Regions from separate parts of the Mus musculus genome. Here regions 1, 2 and 4 are each linked to region 3. The links are chromatin contacts, called in public promoter capture Hi-C and targeted proximity ligation maps. All regions are on one chromosome and are shown on one strand. The core of a region is the stretch at or near the end of the contact, and the rest is flanking DNA. Distances in the headings are between cores, read along the strand shown.

Evidence for each region. Promoter capture Hi-C pulls out the DNA fragments that hold promoters and counts their contacts.
Region 1: a targeted proximity ligation map of pro-B cells shows a contact between it and region 3, with 7 times the contacts expected there. A contact is called at or near these places in 5 of 39 promoter capture datasets (cranial neural crest, embryonic stem cells, hippocampal neurons and 2 more), 1 of 484 Hi-C or Micro-C datasets (the N1E-115 cell line) and 8 of 130 datasets of targeted methods (the 230-238 cell line, acute myeloid leukemia, embryonic limb bud and 3 more).
Region 2: a promoter capture Hi-C map of pre-B cells shows a contact between it and region 3, with 8 times the contacts expected there. A contact is called at or near these places in 2 of 39 promoter capture datasets (the C10 cell line and pre-B cells) and 1 of 484 Hi-C or Micro-C datasets (CD4 T cells).
Region 4: a targeted proximity ligation map of large pre-B cells shows a contact between it and region 3, with 8 times the contacts expected there. A contact is called at or near these places in 7 of 130 datasets of targeted methods (astrocytes, bone marrow-derived macrophages, embryonic forebrain and 4 more).

The regions. Positions count from the first base shown.
Region 1 is chr15:63,715,093-63,719,659 of GRCm38.p6, reverse strand. It overlaps 4930449C09Rik (RIKEN cDNA 4930449C09 gene), which reads right to left and starts at 1,312. Exons shown (of 4, transcript NR_166778.1): 1 at 1,200-1,312.
Region 2 is chr15:58,820,240-58,824,931 of GRCm38.p6, reverse strand. It overlaps Tmem65 (transmembrane protein 65), which reads left to right and starts at 1,505. Exons shown (of 7, transcript NM_175212.4): 1 at 1,505-2,089. The coding sequence starts at 1,804.
Region 3 is chr15:60,823,306-60,827,983 of GRCm38.p6, reverse strand. Lratd2 (LRAT domain containing 1) reads left to right here and starts at 2,904. Exons shown (of 2, transcript NM_001162926.1): 1 at 2,904-3,470; 2 at 3,993-4,678. The coding sequence starts at 4,089. It overlaps 9930014A18Rik (RIKEN cDNA 9930014A18 gene), which reads right to left. Exons shown (of 3, transcript NR_030696.1): 1 at 3,201-4,678; 2 at 622-652.
Region 4 is chr15:63,767,271-63,771,889 of GRCm38.p6, reverse strand. No RefSeq gene overlaps it. Among named protein-coding and RNA genes, the nearest start is that of Gm41336, 29 kb to the right of the region's middle.

The DNA.
Region 1 (4,567 bases), core at 63-2,562, 2.9 Mb before region 3:
CTCTGAGGTCATATGTGTGATCCTGTTGAAGGTCTTGATTTCTTAGTGTTTCTCATTCCCTCTGGCTCTTACATTCTTTCTGCCCCTCTTCTGCAGAAGTCCCTGAGCACTGAGGAGAGGGATTTGACAGAGATACCCTCTTTAGAGCTGAGTGTTCCAGAATCTCTCACTCCATATAATATCTGGCTTGGGTTTTTATATTTGTTCCCATCTAGTGCAGGAGGAAGCTTCTCCAATGTGGACTGAGCAACGTGCTGATCTATGGGTATGGCAGAATGTCAGTTGTAGCCATTTTATTGCTACTGCTTTCTCCTTCCCTTCCCTTCCCCTTCCCCTTTCCCTTCTTCCCTTTCCCCTTCTTCCCCTCCCTCCCTCCCTCCCTCCCTCCCTCCCTCCCTCCCTCCCTTCCTTCCTTCCTCTTAGAAAAGTGATGTTTGGTTTTACCTTAGGTCCCTGGCCTATCTAATCTCAGGTTCTTGGTCACCTAACCAGTGTCCAGTATGGGTTCTCTCTCATGGAGTGTATCAGGACCCATTATCTCTTCTAGGTATCTAGGTTGTTTCCAATTTCTGTTATTATGAATAGAGTAGCAATGAGCAGAGCTGATCAGTGTCTCTGGGATGGGATGAAGCATCCTTTGGGTATATCCCCAAGAATAATGGTATAGCTAGGTCTTGAAGTAAATTGATTCTCATCGTCTTGAGGAACAGCCATGCTGATTTCCATAGTGACTCTACAAGTTTTCACCGATGGATCAGTGTTTCCCTTACCCCACATCCTTGCCAGCATAGCTGACATTTGTCTCCTTGATCTTAGACATCCTGATGGGTGCAAGATGAATTCTTCAAGCCGTTTTGATTTGCATTTTTGGGATGACTAAGGATGTGGACCATTTCTTTAAGTCCTCCTCAGCTGTTTGAGCTCCCTCTTTTGAGAATGCTTTGTTTCGATCTGTACCCTTGATATTTTCCATGTTAGTGGATGATGCATTATTTCTGCTTTGCCAGAGTTGTTCTGAGTTCAGGATAATGGTACATAGGTTATTACAAAGAAGAGATAATGGGTCCTGACAGAGCATGAACCTTGGGAGGAACGTGCATAGAGTAATGCAGAACTTTGAAGGGAGAGAGAGGGAGGAAATGAGGGAGGGAGAAGGAGAGAAAGAACAGGGAGAGAGGCGGGGGTTGTGTGGGACTTACGTTTTTTTTTCCTGTTTATAATAAAGTTGTGAAGTTTTGCATCAGTTACTTCTGAAAATTAAAGCAGTGTCTATAGAGCTCACGGTGGGGGTGGTGGTGGTGGTGGTGGTGGTGGTGGTGGTGGTGGTGGTGGAGGGGGCCGTTGGAGCCGGCGCGCGAGGGGAGGTTAGCAATCCAGGACCCCTTTCACTTCCTGGGGAACGCGGTAGGGATGCTTGGGCGAGAGCTGTAGGTCCAGTCTGGGACAAAGCAGGACAGGTTAAAACTTTCAAGGGCAGTCAGTGGTAAAGAAACTCAGTTGGCTTCACTTCTGTTCCCGGGCCAAGTCTCCGTGAGACACACAGTGTGTCATTGGTGAAGCTTGCCTAGAGTATGAGAGACTTGAGTTATGGGAACTTCTAAGCAGTGAAGCTGGGGCTTCACTGTGCCGCACAGCACAGGGCTGCTTCGGCTTGTTAAAGCTATGCTGTTTATGGCGATCCCTAACAGCTGGCTGCAAACCAGGGTCCTAGGAGAGTCATTTCGGGGAGAATTCCGAAGACCATATTGAAGGGGTGGTGAGAAAACTCCTATTTTTCTCCTTTTTCATGGCACCTTAGTAATAGCGGCCCCTCCCTGAGTGACTTCTGGGAGCCAGGTGGTCTGCTGTGGGTGTTTTCATTTAAATTTCTTCCTAAAGCCTGCCTGGCTTACACTCTTACCTCCTTATTAGGGACACCTGAAGAAGGAAGGATGTTTGCCTCAGGCTCAGGTAGCTTAGAGGCTGACACAGATGGAAAGCTAACCAGAAGGACTGCCTTAGCCTGTTTTGTCTGGAACTTTCTTGGGTTTAAGGCCAACCCCCCTCCCACCCCGGAGCTCCCGGGGACTGGACCACCAACCAAAGAGTACACATGGAGCCACCCATGGCGCTGGCCACCTATGTGGCAGAGGATGGCCTTGTTGGACATCAGTGGGAGGAGAGGCCCTTGGGTCTGAGGGTGTTAGGTGGCCCAGTGTAGGGAAATGCCAGGGCGGGAGGACAGGAGTGGGTGGGTGGGGGAGCGTCCTCATAGAGGCAGGGGCTAGGGGGATGGGATAGGAGATTTCCGAAGAGGAGACCTGGAAAGCGGAAAACATTTGAGATGTAAGTAAAGAAAATATCCACCCCCCCAAAAGTATCGCTTAGAATACCTCTCACAGATAAAGCAGTACTACTCTATGCTGACTGCTCAAAAATGTACATTTCAAGGATTCTAATACACTTTGGTAAGATTTTTTCAGGACCATGCCCCCCTCCCCCACCAAAGACTGGAGTTCCACATCTCTTTGGCCCTTCCTGAGGTGACAACATGTTGGAGCCCCCTCTGAGCTCCAGTCGGACATGACATGTTTCTCTCTCTTCCCGTCCTCAAATGTGTACTCCCTTTTACAGCTCAGAGTCTTCACCCAGCTGTTTCCCAGCTCCCTCAGTTGACTCCTTTCTCCTTAGTTGGTTTTGGTCTTGAAGCAGGCTTCTTACATGTTCGATGCTTCCCTCAGGCACAAAGACCACAGATGACTACACATAGATCTGGAGGCCCTGACTTCGTGTCTAGCTATGCCCCAGGGAAATTCTTTTACTTCCCTAGAGCCTTGGCTTCTTCCTCTGAGAGCAGGATATGTTGGCTATCCAACATTTAGCTTAATTTATGTGCAAGGTGTTAATTAACACAGGTTCTAACCCTGAAAGGGATGGCATGTTGTAGCCACTGTCTCTGTGGGGTGACTCCCTGTGTTCCCTGCTTCCTTTAGGAAAGATGGATGAGTTCCAGGACTGGGGGGGACCCTGGCTTAGTATGAGAGGTTTGGAGTCTGCTGGCCTGGCTACCTGTCGATTGTTAATGTTGGCTTCTTGACTTGTGTTTTTGCAGATTTAGAAACTGAGTTTTTTGGGCTCAGTGGTTAAGAGTGCTGTCTGCTCTTCAATAAGTCCCAAGTTCAGTTTCTAGCGTCCACATGGGGCATCTCACTCCTGCCACCAACTCCATTTCCAGGAGATCCAACAACCTCTTTTGGCCTTTGTAGGTACTTGTACATACATACATGCATGCATACATACATACATACATACACACACACAGTCACACACACAAATACAAATACATCATTTTAAACAATTGAGTTTGGTAGCAGCTGACACGTTTTTGTCTCGCCTGGCTTCACACTTGACAAGGGGTGTGGCATCATGTGTCTTCAGGTTGCCACCTATATTGAGCAGCTGGAAAACTGGGACATAGTATTGTTGGGAAGATTTTTGCAGTCCCGAATGAATCAATGAATGGGGCATAGTGCATGCTAATTAAATGACAGGGTCCTTAGAATTCCAAGCAGAATTGCTTTGTAACAACTTCTAACACAGTTAAGCCGACTTCTAAAGAACCACTGTCAACCTCTCCTACATGGCGCGGCTTGGGGAGAAGCACATAAATGACTGTAGTATATTATGTGGTTCTCATATCTTTCCGTCTCTAATTCTTCTCACTCCAGAGCATCTCCTTGCTTGGTTATTTCCAAATTAACCCTACTCTTATTCTGGATGTTACCACGGACACACCTATTTTACAAGTATAGAAATAGGTCATTTTCCGTGTCCAAACACATCCAGGTTGGCCTGTTCTCATTCTCTACATTGTTTCACCCCATAGCACGGCTAACCTCTCAGTCTCCTGTGATGTTATTTATTTATTTATTTATTTATTTATTTTTTCCTCCCAGGGCTCTTTCGAAGACAGACTGAAGATTCCCCACTGGTGCTTTTTGTTTGTTTGTTTGCTTGTTTTTTAATTTTTATTTATTTTATTTTATTTATTTATTTTTTTCCATTTTTTATTAGGTATTTAGCTCATTTACATTTCCAATGCTATCCCAAAAGTCCCCCATACCCACCCACCCCCACTCCCCTACCCACCCACTTCCCCTTTTTGGCCCTGGCGTTCCCCTGTACTGGGGCATATACAGTTTGCGTGTCCAATGGGCCTCTCTTTCCAGTGATGGCCGACTAGGCCATCTTTTGATACATATGCAGCTAGAGTCAAGAGCTCCGGGGTACTGGTTAGTTCATAATGTTGTTCCACCTATAGGGTTGCAGTCCCTTTAGCTCCTTGGGTACTTTCTCTAGCTCCTCCATTGGGAGCCCTGTGATCCATCCATTAGCTGACTGTGAGCATCCACTTCTGTGTTTGCTAGGCCCCGGCATAGTCTCACAAGAGACAGCTACATCTGGGTCCTTTCGATAAAATCTTGCTAGTGTATGCAATGGTGTCAGCGTTTGGATGCTGATTATGGGGTGGATCCCTGGATATGGCAGTCTCTACATGGTCCATCCTTTCGTCTCAGCTCCAAACTTT
Region 2 (4,692 bases), core at 256-2,755, 2.0 Mb after region 3:
TATGGGAATTTCAGAGTTTCGAGGAGTCCTCTTCTTCTCTAGGCCACCCGGCAGAAGGTGCCACCCACTCTAGGGGAGGGTCTCCCCCCCCCCCCCAGTTAGCCTCCCCCCCCCCGTCCCCCCTCCCGTTCACTCTTGAGGACATTAATTTTAACTGAAGGGTTTATAAAAGTACAGCTGATTGGACTCTCCGACATACTTTAAATCATCTCTGGATTACTTATAATAACCAATACAGTGTAGGTGCACGGAAATAGTTGTTACACTGTTCCATTAACGGAATAATGAGAAAGTCTGCAGATACATCTTTTTTTTCCAAGTACTTTTGGTCTGAGGTTCATTGCATTTGCAAGTTCAAAACCACAGCTGTGGGACTGGCTGTGCTGTCTTACGTGCTTATAGCACATTCACTTCATGCAAGGTTCTGAGCTGCAGCAGTGGTTACGATAAGGAGGGGATTTGGATCTTGATTACACTTGAGTAGATTTATCGTCTAAGCAGATTTATTTTTCTAAGATAGGGTGCCTAAGTGTCCTCAGATAGGTTCAGATAAAGCAGTGATCTTCCTTACAAAGAAGGGAACGTTTCATGAAGGAGGTGACATTTGACCCTGGCCTTGCAAATATCTAGGATCTGGGCAAGAGGGATGAGTCTCTCCTCCGCGTGGCACCAAAAGAGGGACATAAATCCCCAGAGACCATTCGATAAAGGTTTATGACATTCTCGCCCTGGCTCCAGAGTTGACAATCTCCAAGTAAACAGCTGTCGGGTCAGGGAAGAGTATTCTCCTCCCCAAATCTTAAGTCTCAGCCTCACACCCTCCTCTTTTTGGGACGGGTTGAGCCGGCCCTGCCGCCTTCCCCAGGGTGCTGCCAGAGAGGGCGTTTCAGCGCCGCACTGTCTGGCCTCGGTGGGCACTCTCTGGCTTGGCGAAGGGTGCGGCTCTTTGTGCTTCATGTCCCGCAGGCCTGGGCTGGGTGCGGTGACCCCACGAGGCTCTTATCCATCCGGCTGCTCCTCCAGGGCCGTCCGAACTCCAGATTTAGGACGGTGCTTCGGAGAGCAGTGCGGGAGCTGCACCACCCCGCCGGGCATCCAGCCCTGAACTCTATTTTGCTGCTCTCTGCCGTGCATTTAACACAGGCGGATGCCGTCTGACGGGGTAAGCACCCCTTCCTTTCCTTGCCACGCAAAGGAGTGGGTGGAGACTCCAGGATGAGCTCCCTCCCAAGCGGCTATGCGCCTGCGTGGCCCCGCCCAGTCCCCGCCCAGTCCCTGCCGCCCCGCCCTCCTATCCCGGGCTCCGCCGCTAGGGGTGGCGGCTGCGGCTCGGGCCTGATTGTCACGGCGCGGTTGCTTTGAGGGCGCAGCAGCCCTACCGAGTGAGGCCGGCGTGAGGCCAGAGGGTGGGAAAGCGGTCGGCGGCGGAGGGCGGCGCCGGAGGAGGGCGGCGCGCGGTGACTCATCCCTCTGGAAGATCAGACACGCTCGCCGAGCTCGCCCGCGCCGCCGCTCCTCATCCGGGAGGCGCCCGCCCGCCCGCACCGCCCGCCCGCTCCGAGCTCCCGGCCCGGCCGCGGCGCAGAAAGTTTTCCCGGGCTCACGGCCTGCGGGAAGCGGAGCGGGCACGGCTGGGAGGCGGTCGCCGCGCGGGCCCGCCGAGTGCATGGTGTCGGGCGCCCGGGCCGCGCGTCAGGAGGACCCGGGGCGGGGCCGGGCTGAGCCCAGCTCCTGAGCCTCTGTCCAGCTGCGCCCCGAAGCCGTCTTCCCTTGGGACCGCTGCGGGGGTCGCGCTCCAGCGCCATGTCCCGGCTGCTGCCGCTGCTGGGGAGCCGGACGGCGCGCAGCCTGAGGCCCGGCCCTGCCGCCGCGCCCCGCCTGCCGTCCTGGTGCTGCTGCGGCCGGGGACTGCTGGCGCTCGGGGTTCCCGGCGGTCCCCGGCTTCTGGGCACACACCCCAAGAAGGAGCCCATGGAGGCGCTGAACACGGCGCAGGGCGCGCGCGACTTCATCTACAGCCTGCACTCCACGGAGAGGAGCTGCTTGCTCAAAGAGCTGCACCGCTTCGAGTCCATTGCCATCGCACAAGGTAAGCGGGTGGGGCCGCCTGGGAAGACCTACTTCTCAGACCCCTGTCGCCTCCCCACACTCTGCCCCGCTCCTGGCACGGCCGAAAGGGGAAACTTTCCACCTTCCGAGTGTCCCCAAGACAGGACACGAGCGGATCGTGCCAGGTAGTTAGGGCCGAGCTTGGCTGGTGCCTCCCTGGCCGTGGAATTTCGGAGCTTCATCCTGAAATGTCAGCTGCCTCTCAGGGTTGTGTTTTGGTTTGTCCTGTGCCTCCTCTCTCCAGCCCTCCATTCCCTAAGCCTTTGGTGTCTTCCTGAGACCGTGTACCCATGCAGGTGGCATGCCCTGCCTGGTCTAAGAAAGTGCCAGGAACTGGGCAGGCAGCCGGAAACTTTCTTGAAGGTGTGTGGATGTCCCCTCCCAAGATGCTCTTGGTTTGTTATATTGCTTCTCACATTTGGTTGTGAAATGGCCCAAGGAAAGATTGTATCGAGCCAGCAACTGAGTGTGTACTGGAAGTCTGGAGATTCAAATTGAACTCCAGAGTTTGTTTCCTTGGAGTTTGAAAGAATGAAGTGAGTTTTTGGGTGGTTGGGGCTAAGAAATCTGTGACTTGAAAATGAAAAGCACACTTCTACTTAAAAATAATTGGGAAAGGATGAAAGGAAAGCTATTTTTAAACAGACACGTTAAGATAGGATATTTTTAAAACAAGTGCGGAATGTGGTAGGTCAGAATTTGAGTGTATGTGAAAAGGCATTGAAAAGATGCAAAGACTACAATGGATTCAGTCTTTAAAGTTTTTTTTTTCTTGCTATGTAAATTCTGTTGTATACACAAAAACACAGCTACTCTTTATGTGACATTTGGATGTGTTAGGAAGTTTTTAAATAGTTGAAGTTGGTAATATAAAGTATTATGTAAACATTCTGTAAGTTCTGAAGTATAGAACACTTCAGCACTGATTCGGAACGTGGCTTTCAGGCATCTTGAAAGGTTGCATTTGGCCTGTGCACGGGAGGAAAGCAAGCTCTTGCCTGATATTAGATTACCTTTACAACTTAAGAGACTTTTTATTGGTTGTATCCTTTACTACTCTGATTTTTTTTTTCTCCCCAGTTTAGGGGATTGTGAGCCACTATAAAGTAATGGATAATTTCAGGCATTGCTTACCCACAACACTTTTTCAGGAAAATGCAGTATTCCAATCAATTCAGTTAGTAAATCACAACATTACAGAAAATCATAACCGAAAACTAGCATACCTTTAGTCTATGTGTGGCTTAAAAAGACTCAAATTCTGAAAAAGTTCTCTTTGAAAACAATATAGACAGGCGTATCTTAGAAAGTCAGTTTGTGTCGCTCAGGTGAGGCTGTAAACGTCATTTTCCCTTTTCTAAAGCGAGGTCTTGGAAATTCTACATTGTCAACATGGTATAAGATTGGAGGATCCTTTGAATATAATTTTATAGCAGTTATTGAAATGCACGTTTTACAATATCAATACCTGACTTGCTAAATTTTATCTATTTTGCACATACCAGCAGGGTATTGGGTAGGAGTGTTAGATTTTCTAATGAAGACAGTGTTTTAAAATCTAAGATGGTTTTAGCTATCCTTGGAAGGACCTAAAACCTCAAGTCCATGGAGGTCATTAGCATCAATAAAACTTAAGGATCTAAATTATTTGAGGAAGCCGTTGGTCATTTAAATGTATTTGTTCAGGAAAAAACAAAGAGAGGTAAATCTATAGGAAACAATTTGGCGGTTTAATGTCTCCCCTTTATAAGCTAAAACACTTCAAAGTTTGGACATCTGTCTTTCTTTGTTGATGCTTCTGGCTAGCTTCCGAGTCAGTGACACTTAGAGGTGCTGCTGCGTCAGTTTTTAGCGTGCCTTGGTGCCCACTTAAGTTTTATTCCCAATCACGTAGTTAAGGGGATAACTAGACTTGCTTAGTATATTACCTTGTTCACCAATTACATAAGGTAAAAGGACCTCACTGCCCTGGGAATTCTTGTCCCTCATACATACTATTCTAAAATCAGTGGGTTTCTTGGTTTGTTTTAAATGAAAACCTCTCATGTTTTCTTTACCCTTTTCAGCATTCTTGTTTTTCTTCTTCTTCTAATACTTTCATCACTTATTTGTGTGTGAGCATGCTACTGCATGCTTGTAGAAGTTAGAGAACAACATATGGGGGTTGTCTGGTTTTTCCTGCCAACACACTGGATCCAGATCATCAAACTCAGGCCCTTAGGCTTGGCGACAAGTGCCTCACTAGCAGGCCATGTCATCCATCTTAATTCTGTAAACTACCAACTAAAGCACTAAATGTAGAGTACTAGCTATACTTTCTAATGACATATTGTCCCTGGGCAAGGGCTGGTTCTTACTATAGGAAGCCTGTGTGTCCTTGGAAAGGTGCTTAAGGTTATCCTGGGAAGCATTCAGGCTTTGATAAAACATTACAGAAAGGAAAAAAAAATCATCTCTGCTTTGAAATGGGTCATAAGATCTGCTGAAATGTGGCACTCAGTTCTTATCTTTCTCATGTGTCTATCAGCAGGCCTGTGGTAGAATTTGTGACAAGATATCACTCTAGAATCAGTTTATATCAGA
Region 3 (4,678 bases), core at 1,655-4,154:
TCCCAGTTTGGAAGAAGACATGGCCTTCTTAAAGCTATGGATCTGAGAGGCCACTCAATGGTAGTAACTCTCAAATTTAGAATATTGTTAACCCAACAGTATGAAATCCCAATGGTAAGCCGTTTGTTATCCATTGCCCAATCCACGGGTTTTGAGATTCATTTTACCTCAGTCTCTTCTATTTCCTGTTCTTATAGAACATGCCAGCGAGTGCTAAAGACTCTATTAGTCTGTGTCCTCAACTGTAACTGAGCTCTTGGAGGACAGGAGTATCTAGCAAGGTATATGCTGGGCTCATAGAATGAACGCATGCTATGATGCTAACTTGTAGAATGAATGCATGCTATGATGGGCACATGTCTAATATGTCTTCTAGGAACAGATTTTGAATGAAGTTCTCTTAAAATTAATAAGTTAAAAATAATAACAAAATCAATTAAAAATAGAAATAAAAGAAAGAATATTAAATATTTGAATTAGCAGTTGACCTGGGGACAGTCCTTGGGAAGTAGCAGCAGGAGGATTGAAAGTCTAGCTACAAAGAATTCAGTGCCAGCCTGGACAACTTAGTGTGACAGTATCTCAAAACATGTGAAAGGGAGAAAACAATAGAAAGCTTACCTATCATGTACAACAGCCCAGGTTCTGTCCTCTGCACCACAAAGAAGAAATACATAAATAGTCAATATATGAATTAGAAAACAGTGGGAAATAGCATATAGTCATGAGCTACATTATACATAATCAAGTGATAAGGTGTGAAATACATGTCTGTTGGATGGAAAGGGGGTTAGCAGAGAGACTCCTAGGGCCAGGAGGGGGACCTCCTTAAGTGAGATGACAGGACAGGAGGGGAAGCAATTGTAGAGCACACCTTTGAAAAGCTGTCACTCAGAGCAGCCTCAGAGCCAGAGCCACCAGCTCCAGCCCTTCAATGCTTACCATCCTAGGTAATGGGACTATTGGGTTTATAGTCTTAGATTTTTTTCTACTAAAACTGGTAAGCTCAACTTTCATTCACTAATTATTTGAGATGAACAAAGCCTTTTTAGAGACATTGTATAACCTCTGACCCAGTGCTCCATGTGGCCAGACGGAGGTTGAGCCCTTGACATTCATTAATTAAAAAAAAAATCTGCACCAGACAATGGCTATCAAAGGTATCACATGCTTACTTGCTGATTGCTTCATAAAACCAGGAAGTCATTTCTCTCTCTCTCTCTCTCTCTCTCTCTCTCTCTCTCTCTCTCTCTGTGTGTGTGTGTGTGTGTGTGTGTGTGTGTGTGTGTGTGTGAGTGATTTTTGGTCTATGGAAAACTTCCCCTCCAGCATCTACTAAACACTTATTAACTGAGTGAGTACTAGATAAGATGATGTGATGTCTGCTCCCTCTGGGACTTTATCATTGGCCAATTGAATAACTGAGCAACTGCTGAGATAATAAGAGAGAGTCAAAGAAGTACTGCTTTCTCAGCCTTTAGGACTTGAACTCAGGGTGTAAGCAGCAGCCTACTGTACAACTGTTCCCTTCCCACAGACTCCACCTCTTCCCAGCCCATCCAGTGTCATACAGGGGCAAACTGGCCCACAGTGTCTGGCAGAAGGTCTCACCACTCAACAGCCAAATTCTATGTGTAACACTCATCTCTGTGCTCACATGGTAGGAGTGATGGCTCCTGGAGCACGTTACTCAAATGTCCAGGAACCACTCTCCTAACCTCATATATCTCCAGCCAATCAGAACATATTGAAATTAAACCTTTAGGATACACACCGACCTCTCGTTTGGTGTAGCTTATACTGTGATCTTAGGCTTGCTGAAGGACTAACTTCCATCAGAGCCTTGACAATATTGATTGTTTTGGCTTAAAGGTACATAAGTAGATTGATTTTTGTTTCTGCTTTCAAACTAAAAAGGATCATAGTAGTGTTAGTATATTCCTGTTTCCACTGGTTGGTATGCACAGAATGAATAAATAATGTTACTTGGAAAAATTCAGTCGATGGAAAACAAGGTGCAGGTCTTGAATTGCACTGTTAACTGGCTAGGGTGCTTCCTAAGATTGTCTATTTCTGTTCTGACCCACTATTTAGAAGAAGGAGGGGAGAGGAGAAGGAGGAGGAAAGAAGAAGGAAGAGGAGGGGGAGGGGGAGAGGAGGGGTAGGAGGGGAGAGGAAGGGGAAGGGGAAGGAGGAGGAGGAGCAGTAGTAGCAGCAGCAACAAAAATCACTTTAGTAGTTTAGGTCTGGGGTAGAGAAATGACCCCAGCAGGGAAGAAAGTGTCCTCTTGAGGAGGTTAATAACCAACAAGGCTGTCACTTCCCTCAGGAGGAAGGAAATATATTCACCAGGAGTCTCTGCTAATTTGTTTTTAATTTAAGGACAATTAAGCAACTCTACACCCCCATCCCATTTCTGCATGCTTTCTCTCACAACTAGAAAAGAAATCTAAAACAAAGAAGGCTGTGAAGTTAATGTTGAGTTTACTTGGAGGGACACCTAACAGTCATTAGGGATTTGAGGAGCTAGTCAACTAAGTCCTGTATTATACTGCTTCCTCTTTCTGAATTATTATTATTATTATTATTTACTATCCAAAATTATTACTTGCTCTGGAAACAGGTTTTAGCTGATGTGTTTCTTGAACTGTTGCAGCACAGACTACTTTAGGTTATAAAAACGTTCTGATAAGAAAAGTCTGTCTCTCTTTCTTTAGATACTCCATCTAAGAAGAAATGGAAGGAGAAGAGGAAGAAAGACCAACATTTCACCACTTGCATTTCTATACTGGCAGGTGGCGTCTTGCTTCCAACTTCTCAGAACCCCAACTCAGCATAACAGAAAGGCAAGGGGGCTCAGGGCGGTAGAGGAAGCCTGCTCCCGTGGGAGGTACACTATTTACCAGCCCGATTTAAACCCGCTACGGAGGGGGCACGGTCCTGGAAGGGCGGAGCAGCCCTAGTGGGCGGGGCGGGGGCGGGGCTCCGAGGGACTAAGCTGGGTACAGGAAAGACCGGAGCTCTCAGAGCCACGTCTGTCTCTTTAAATGCCACGGGCTGCACTCCCGCCCGGGAGCCCCGAGCCGGATCTACAATCCCGTCCCTCCCGCTCCGGCGCTTGTTGCTCGCCTAGCCCGAGCGGGAGCTGCGGCCCCCGGGAAACCCAGCTAGCTCCTTCGGCTTCCCTCCTCGTGCCCCACCTTCCTGGAAATCTGCGTGAGGGGTCGTGCAGCAACGATCGTGAACAGGCATTGCCCCCCATCTTCAAGTCTTGGGGCTCTACACAACCGCGGGGGGCGGCGAGGGAGAAATGCGTCCTTCCCCGAAGCCCAGCTTCGCCTTGGTCTGCGCTGGGAGAGGAGGCACTGCGGAGCCCACACCTGCGAACTCGCCCTAGAAGTCTCGGGTGCGGCAGGGTGCCCCTCCCGGTCCCCTAGGGCTTCTACCTCTCGGGGAGAGAGTCCGCGCAGGTAATCTGAACCCCAGGGCAGGCGCGCGGGGGAGGGGCCGACGAGCCGCAGTGACTTGCGGCAGGTGAGTCTAGTCCGGAGGCTCACCTGCCACCTCCACGCCAAGGTAGCCTAGCAGGTTCTTGGGGGTGCAGACATTGAAGGACGTCAAAGGGCTAGTTAGGATCCGGAGTGGGAGGGGAAGTTAGGAAAGAGAAGGAAATTGGAATAAAGTTTCTATTTCCTTCCCTCCCCCACTCCTGCCCAGGGTTGGCAGGTAGGGCGCGGGCGGAAGCTGTCGGAGCTGCTGATGCAATGGCTTTGGCTGGGTCCAGGTGATAGCTGGAGGAAGGGGAAAGCTGGAGTGGCCATGTCTCCAGTGATCGTGACCTTAGTGGTGTAGAAACGCGAGGAAGCACGTCCCCCAGACTTCTCCTAAAATGGCTCCAGGTGCTCGGGCCCCTACCGGTTCTTTTTCAAGAAACAAACGTCTTTTTCTGGAGTGGCACCTACAAACATCTCCCTCGTCTTCTCTTCCAACAGGTGGCTTTAGCCCCTGCCCGGGCACCAGTGCCAATGACTCTGACGGTGGTTTCGCTTTCTCCTCTTGAAGTCTTGTGAACGAGAGTCCACAGCGTAATGGGCAACCAGGTGGAAAAACTGACCCACCTAAGTTATAAGGAAGTTCCCACGGCCGACCCGACCGGCGTGGATCGAGACGATGGGCCCCGCATCGGAGTCTCTTATATTTTCTCCAATGACGACGAGGATGTGGAACCTCAGCCACCGCCCCAGGGGCTTGATGGCGGAGCTTTGTCCGACTCCGGGGATCGGCCTCCCCTGCCCCCGCCGCAGCCCTACGACCCGCGGCAGCACGAGGTGGAATGCTCGGTGTTTTATCGTGATGAGTGCATCTATCAGAAAAGCTTCGCGCCAGGATCGGCGGCTCTGAGCACCTACACACCGGAGAACTTGCTCAACAAGTGCAGTCCGGGTGACCTGGTGGAGTTTGTATCGCAGGCTCAATACCCGCACTGGGCTGTCTACGTGGGCAATTTCCAGGTGGTGCATTTGCACCGGCTGGAGGTGAGCAACAGCTTCCTGACCGATGCGAGCCAGGGCCGGCGCGGCCGCGTGGTCAACGATCTGTATCGCTACAAGCCACTGAGCCCTAGCGCTGTAGTGCGCAACGCGCTGGCCCACGTGGGCGCCAAGGAGCGCGAGCTCAG
Region 4 (4,619 bases), core at 1,465-3,964, 2.9 Mb before region 3:
GCGATTTAAAGGCAATTTATGGGTATTTAAGATTATATCATTGCGGGTTGATCAATGGAAAGACTGGCAGGATTGTGTGGTGAAATTCCAATTGTCGCCAGCAGATGGCAGCATTGTCCAGCAGCAAGCTGTTTGTGGGCACCCTCCCCTCCCCCACTCTCCCCTTACACCTCTTTCTCTTCCCTCCCTGTTGGGTTAAGGTGGAATGGGAATGGAGAAACTGGGCAAGACAGAGTTGTTCACACTGGTCTCTTTTTCCATCTTCATGTAGGCTCTCCCTCTTAAACACTGCATTACTTGTGTTCGCTCCTTCAAACATTTCTGAAGGGAAAACCTGAGTTATGGGGAACCTGAAACTATTTTCAATATTTTAGAAAATATGACTTGGTGCGATGTTGGCTGCTTATGCTGGAACTATTCCGGGTCATGCGATAAATCAGATTGTCTCATGCTGAGCAAAGATTGCAACTACAAGTCTTCACTGCCTTGCAGTAAGCCAGGAAATACTTCTCAATGAGGTTAGCCAGCCATTAAATCCTTCTACACATCTTAGAACCTTGCTTGATACCTAAGAAAGCATGAATGGTAAAAATGCCAAGACTCAGTATCTTGGTGAGAACACGAAGAGTGTTCAAATACTGAAAAGCTGCCTCCCATGAGTGAGCTGGAAGGACCTGGGTTTGGGAATGGGTTTGAGACAGGTTTTAAATGAGTCAAATTTTCTGAGTTTCAAAATCAGTCTCCCTCTTCTTCTCCCTTTTCCTCTCCCTCGTCCCCTCTCCCTCTGTCTCTGTCTCTCTGTCTGTCTGTCTCTCTCTCAACTCAAGCTCTATGCATGCTAGATCAATGCTTTACCACTGAACTACATCCTAGCCCATTGATCTACTAGATTAAATTAAGTAAGATAAGTAAAAAGGCATAGATAACCCAGCATAGCACCCAGGAGAACCCAGCACAGCACCTAGTGCTGCTGAGGATCACTAAGCACGGACGAACCTGAGGCTTGTTATGAACCTAATGTCAATGCTAACAGGGAGATGCAGAAGCAATGGGTAGAAGACAGACTTGCTTCATTTCTGGGGCATTGAATTTAGTTGAGTGTGTGTTTTGTTAAGGTTAATTTTTTTAAAAGGTATCCTTGGGCAGTTGAACACACTTTAAAGAAATGTCTTTCCCTCAGGAGGGGTGATAAGTGACATTCCTAGCTAGATCCCACTTTACCTGTATGTATGTATGTATCACAGCATACAGAAGGCATACACTATCTGCTAGAAGAACTCTGGGCTTTGCCTTGGCTTGCTACTTGGTTCACTGTTCAGTATGTGAGGATGTGTATGCAACCAGTCCTGAAGCAGACAGTGGAGACACGAGGCCGGGATGAGTGTCTGTCGGAAAGGTCCTGAGGCTGCCTGGTCAGCGTTTGTTTGTGAAGCTGAGTTGGGCTGACAATGTTGCCACAGTGACAATTTCTAAGTGATCCCAAGTAGGATTGTCATGCCTTACCATCTTGTGATTCCTAGTCTGCTGAGAAGCAGGGTCTCTGCCAGCTGTCCTGAGTTTTCAGAGGTTAAGGCCTTGAGTTCCTTTAGCTGTAGCTCTGAGAGACTAGGACAGAGACTAAGAGACACAGCAGGATGGCCGGCTTCTTCCTTAGCCTCTCCCTGTCTTTCTGTCTACCCGGGAACCTGTCTAATTTCTACCTGCTTCAGTAAGGAGGAGGGTAGTGGGAATTCTAGTAGGAATTCTCCAGCCTGTCTAATATTCCCGTTGATGACGGCCTAATGAGTTGTACTTTCTTTGTGTGAGAAACAAGTATATACAGATATCCGTAAAGATTTAAGCTAGTTGTTCCCAGTGTTAATTGAACACACCAGGTCAGGTGAACAAGAAGACAGAACCTTTGTTCTTAAGGGGTTCACTCATAAACTAACTTGTCTCCAAAAAAGAAGAAGGATGTCTTTACTGTCTTAATTGCTATGTGACAAGGCACGAAGAACACAGTGGCTTAAGATTACAAGCATTTGATTCATCTTCTTTCTTTTTCTTAATGTGGGCCAGGAATTTGAGAGTGGATCTGCTGGGTGGTTTTAGCTTGGGGTTTTCTAGGTAAATGTCATCAGATGCTGACAGAGACTAAAGTCAACTGAAGATTTTTTTCACTGAGGCAGAAATGGTGTTCCAGAGATGATTCTCCGGGGTGGGGGGAATATCGATCCGTTATGATTAAGCCACATTTGTTGATGGGTTAGGAGCAGGTTATGGAGGCATCTCTCACATAAGTTTCATCTCTTAAAAAGATGGAGGTACCAAGGAATTTGTCAACATACTTTAAAAATCACCATCTAGGTCTATGCCCACGTTTTCATATGTCTCTAAAAGCTATGTGCCCACATGTTAAGTCATTCAATTAATATTTACTGAGCACCTAATATCTGTTAAGAGGCTCAACATTGTAAAAAAAAAAAAACTACCCCTCTATTTTCTTTCCTGGGACTCTGGAAATCAGGAATAATGAGGATCAAAGAGACTTGAAGTTTATGTAGAAATCAACAGACCTAAGTAGTGAGGTTTTCTCAAGTAAGAAATAGACTATCAAACCAAGTAAAGCTGCAATCCAACCAGTTGCAAATTAACAGTGCAATTGTGCCTGTTTCCAGTGTGTTCTCGGTCTCTCTTTATTTGGGAGATCCTTCTGTGGTTGTAATGGTTGCCTAGCTACCAGAGCTGTGCTTCCCCTTCACTCTGGGAGTATTTGAGCAGAGTAGCTCAATAGCATTAACATTCCTGGGGTTTCCCAAGCAGCAGACAAACTGCTGGGTGCTGAGCCCTGATGCCTACCTAGCAGTGCCGAGGATGGATGTCAAGGTGGGAAGGTTCTGGGGAAAACAGACTGTGGGAACGGATGTGCGCAGAAGCAAGTCTTTCCCCCCTCGAGAGCAAAGAATGACATGTTCCCTATCCGAGGAAGGATAGCAGCTATTTAAAATGTCGTTGGTGCTTGCTTCAGCAGACCTTGTGCTGAAATCAAAGTAGCATAGAGAGATAACACATGAGAACACGCCACACGTTCAGATTAGAAGATCTGCATTTTAAGACCTGGACACGGGCAGTACTCAGTTCACAACGTTCCCTGAAACATCCACAGGCTCAGAAAAAGAAAATACGATTCAGATGATTTTTAAAATGATTTTTTTTGAAGAAATTAAATCTGACAAAAGTCTCTTAGGCATGTGTAGTATGCAAGACTCCAGACTAAAAGCCCTGCTGAAATGGAAGAAAAAAAACAACAACAACAAAAAAAAGCTAGTGTTTGACATCTGTCACTTGCCCAGCAATAAATACGAAAGGGACAATTTGTCAGTCTAGGCACTGGGAACACAGACATAAATAAAATAGATGCATTTCAGGTCTCCAGGTATAACAGCTTAGAAAAGCTCGGCAAGAAAGGAGACAAATTCATGTAGCTGTCAGACTTTAATAGGTGAGGTGACGATCTTGATAGCTACCTGGGAACCTCAGAACTGCCCAAAGCCATCCTTCTTGAAATTTTGTTGGGCATCTCCACACTGGGTGGTACCTATAGAGCAGACTTGCTACATCATACCAGCGCAAGGTGCCCACCTGATTCCTGGAGAGAAACTGAGGCTCTATTGTTCTTCTCCTTGCCATTCTGATTATTTCATAAAAACTCAGTCTCTTTCTGCTTCCTTCTTCCTCTTGTTGTGAAAAAGCTGTGTTTACTTGAGTTGAAAATTCATGATTTCCTGAGCGTAGAAGGGAATAAAATGGCCAAAGGTGCTGATAGGACATACAGTGGAGTGAAATTGCAACTAATAACCATAGCAGAAGCACGCTGGACAGATAGACCATTTTATCTTGTTTCCTTTTTGCCCATCAGATGTCTCTCTTGGTTTGGAGTGGAAGCACTTCAGTTTTATCCATTGTGATTTGGATGGGTGCAGGTCTTATCTAACCCGCAACAAGGGTAGGGTCAATGGACTAGATATGATCAATAGGAGAACACAACATACATTGTTCTGAAACCATGACTGCCACTAATGGAATGTTTGCGGAATTATGGAACCACAGACACGGCACATTTTTAAACAGTGAGGTTGCTTGCTGGTTGCTAAAATATAACCCCAAACTGTATTGACCTTTGTAGAAGAAAATTATGGTTGAGGGTAAGGTCAACGTAAGGGATTTGGTAATGATGAAACCTTGGACCCAGTCTTACCCGAAGCCTATTTCAGTTACATTAGTCAATAAGTCATCTACCTAATTTGAAAGGGAATTTTGCTATTTCTCTCAACAAGTGCCCCAGTTAATTAATGAGGTGGGATATTTAACACAGGTGATCAGCAGAAAGGCTTTAACGCAGAATGGTGAAGTGATCGAGATTAGCATGGCTTTAATCAGAACTACAAGAGGGTGTGGTGGGTGAAAACCTCAGGGATGAAGCAACAGTATTTACCACATTGGGATAATGATCATGTCAAGGAATGTGAGGATGAGAAGCAAAGAAGTCAAGGAAAAGTGTGGAATAAGGACACAGGGAGGAAACAAGTGAACAGATAGTAGAGATGTTGACTGCCAGTGCTGGCATCCAACCTGTGCAT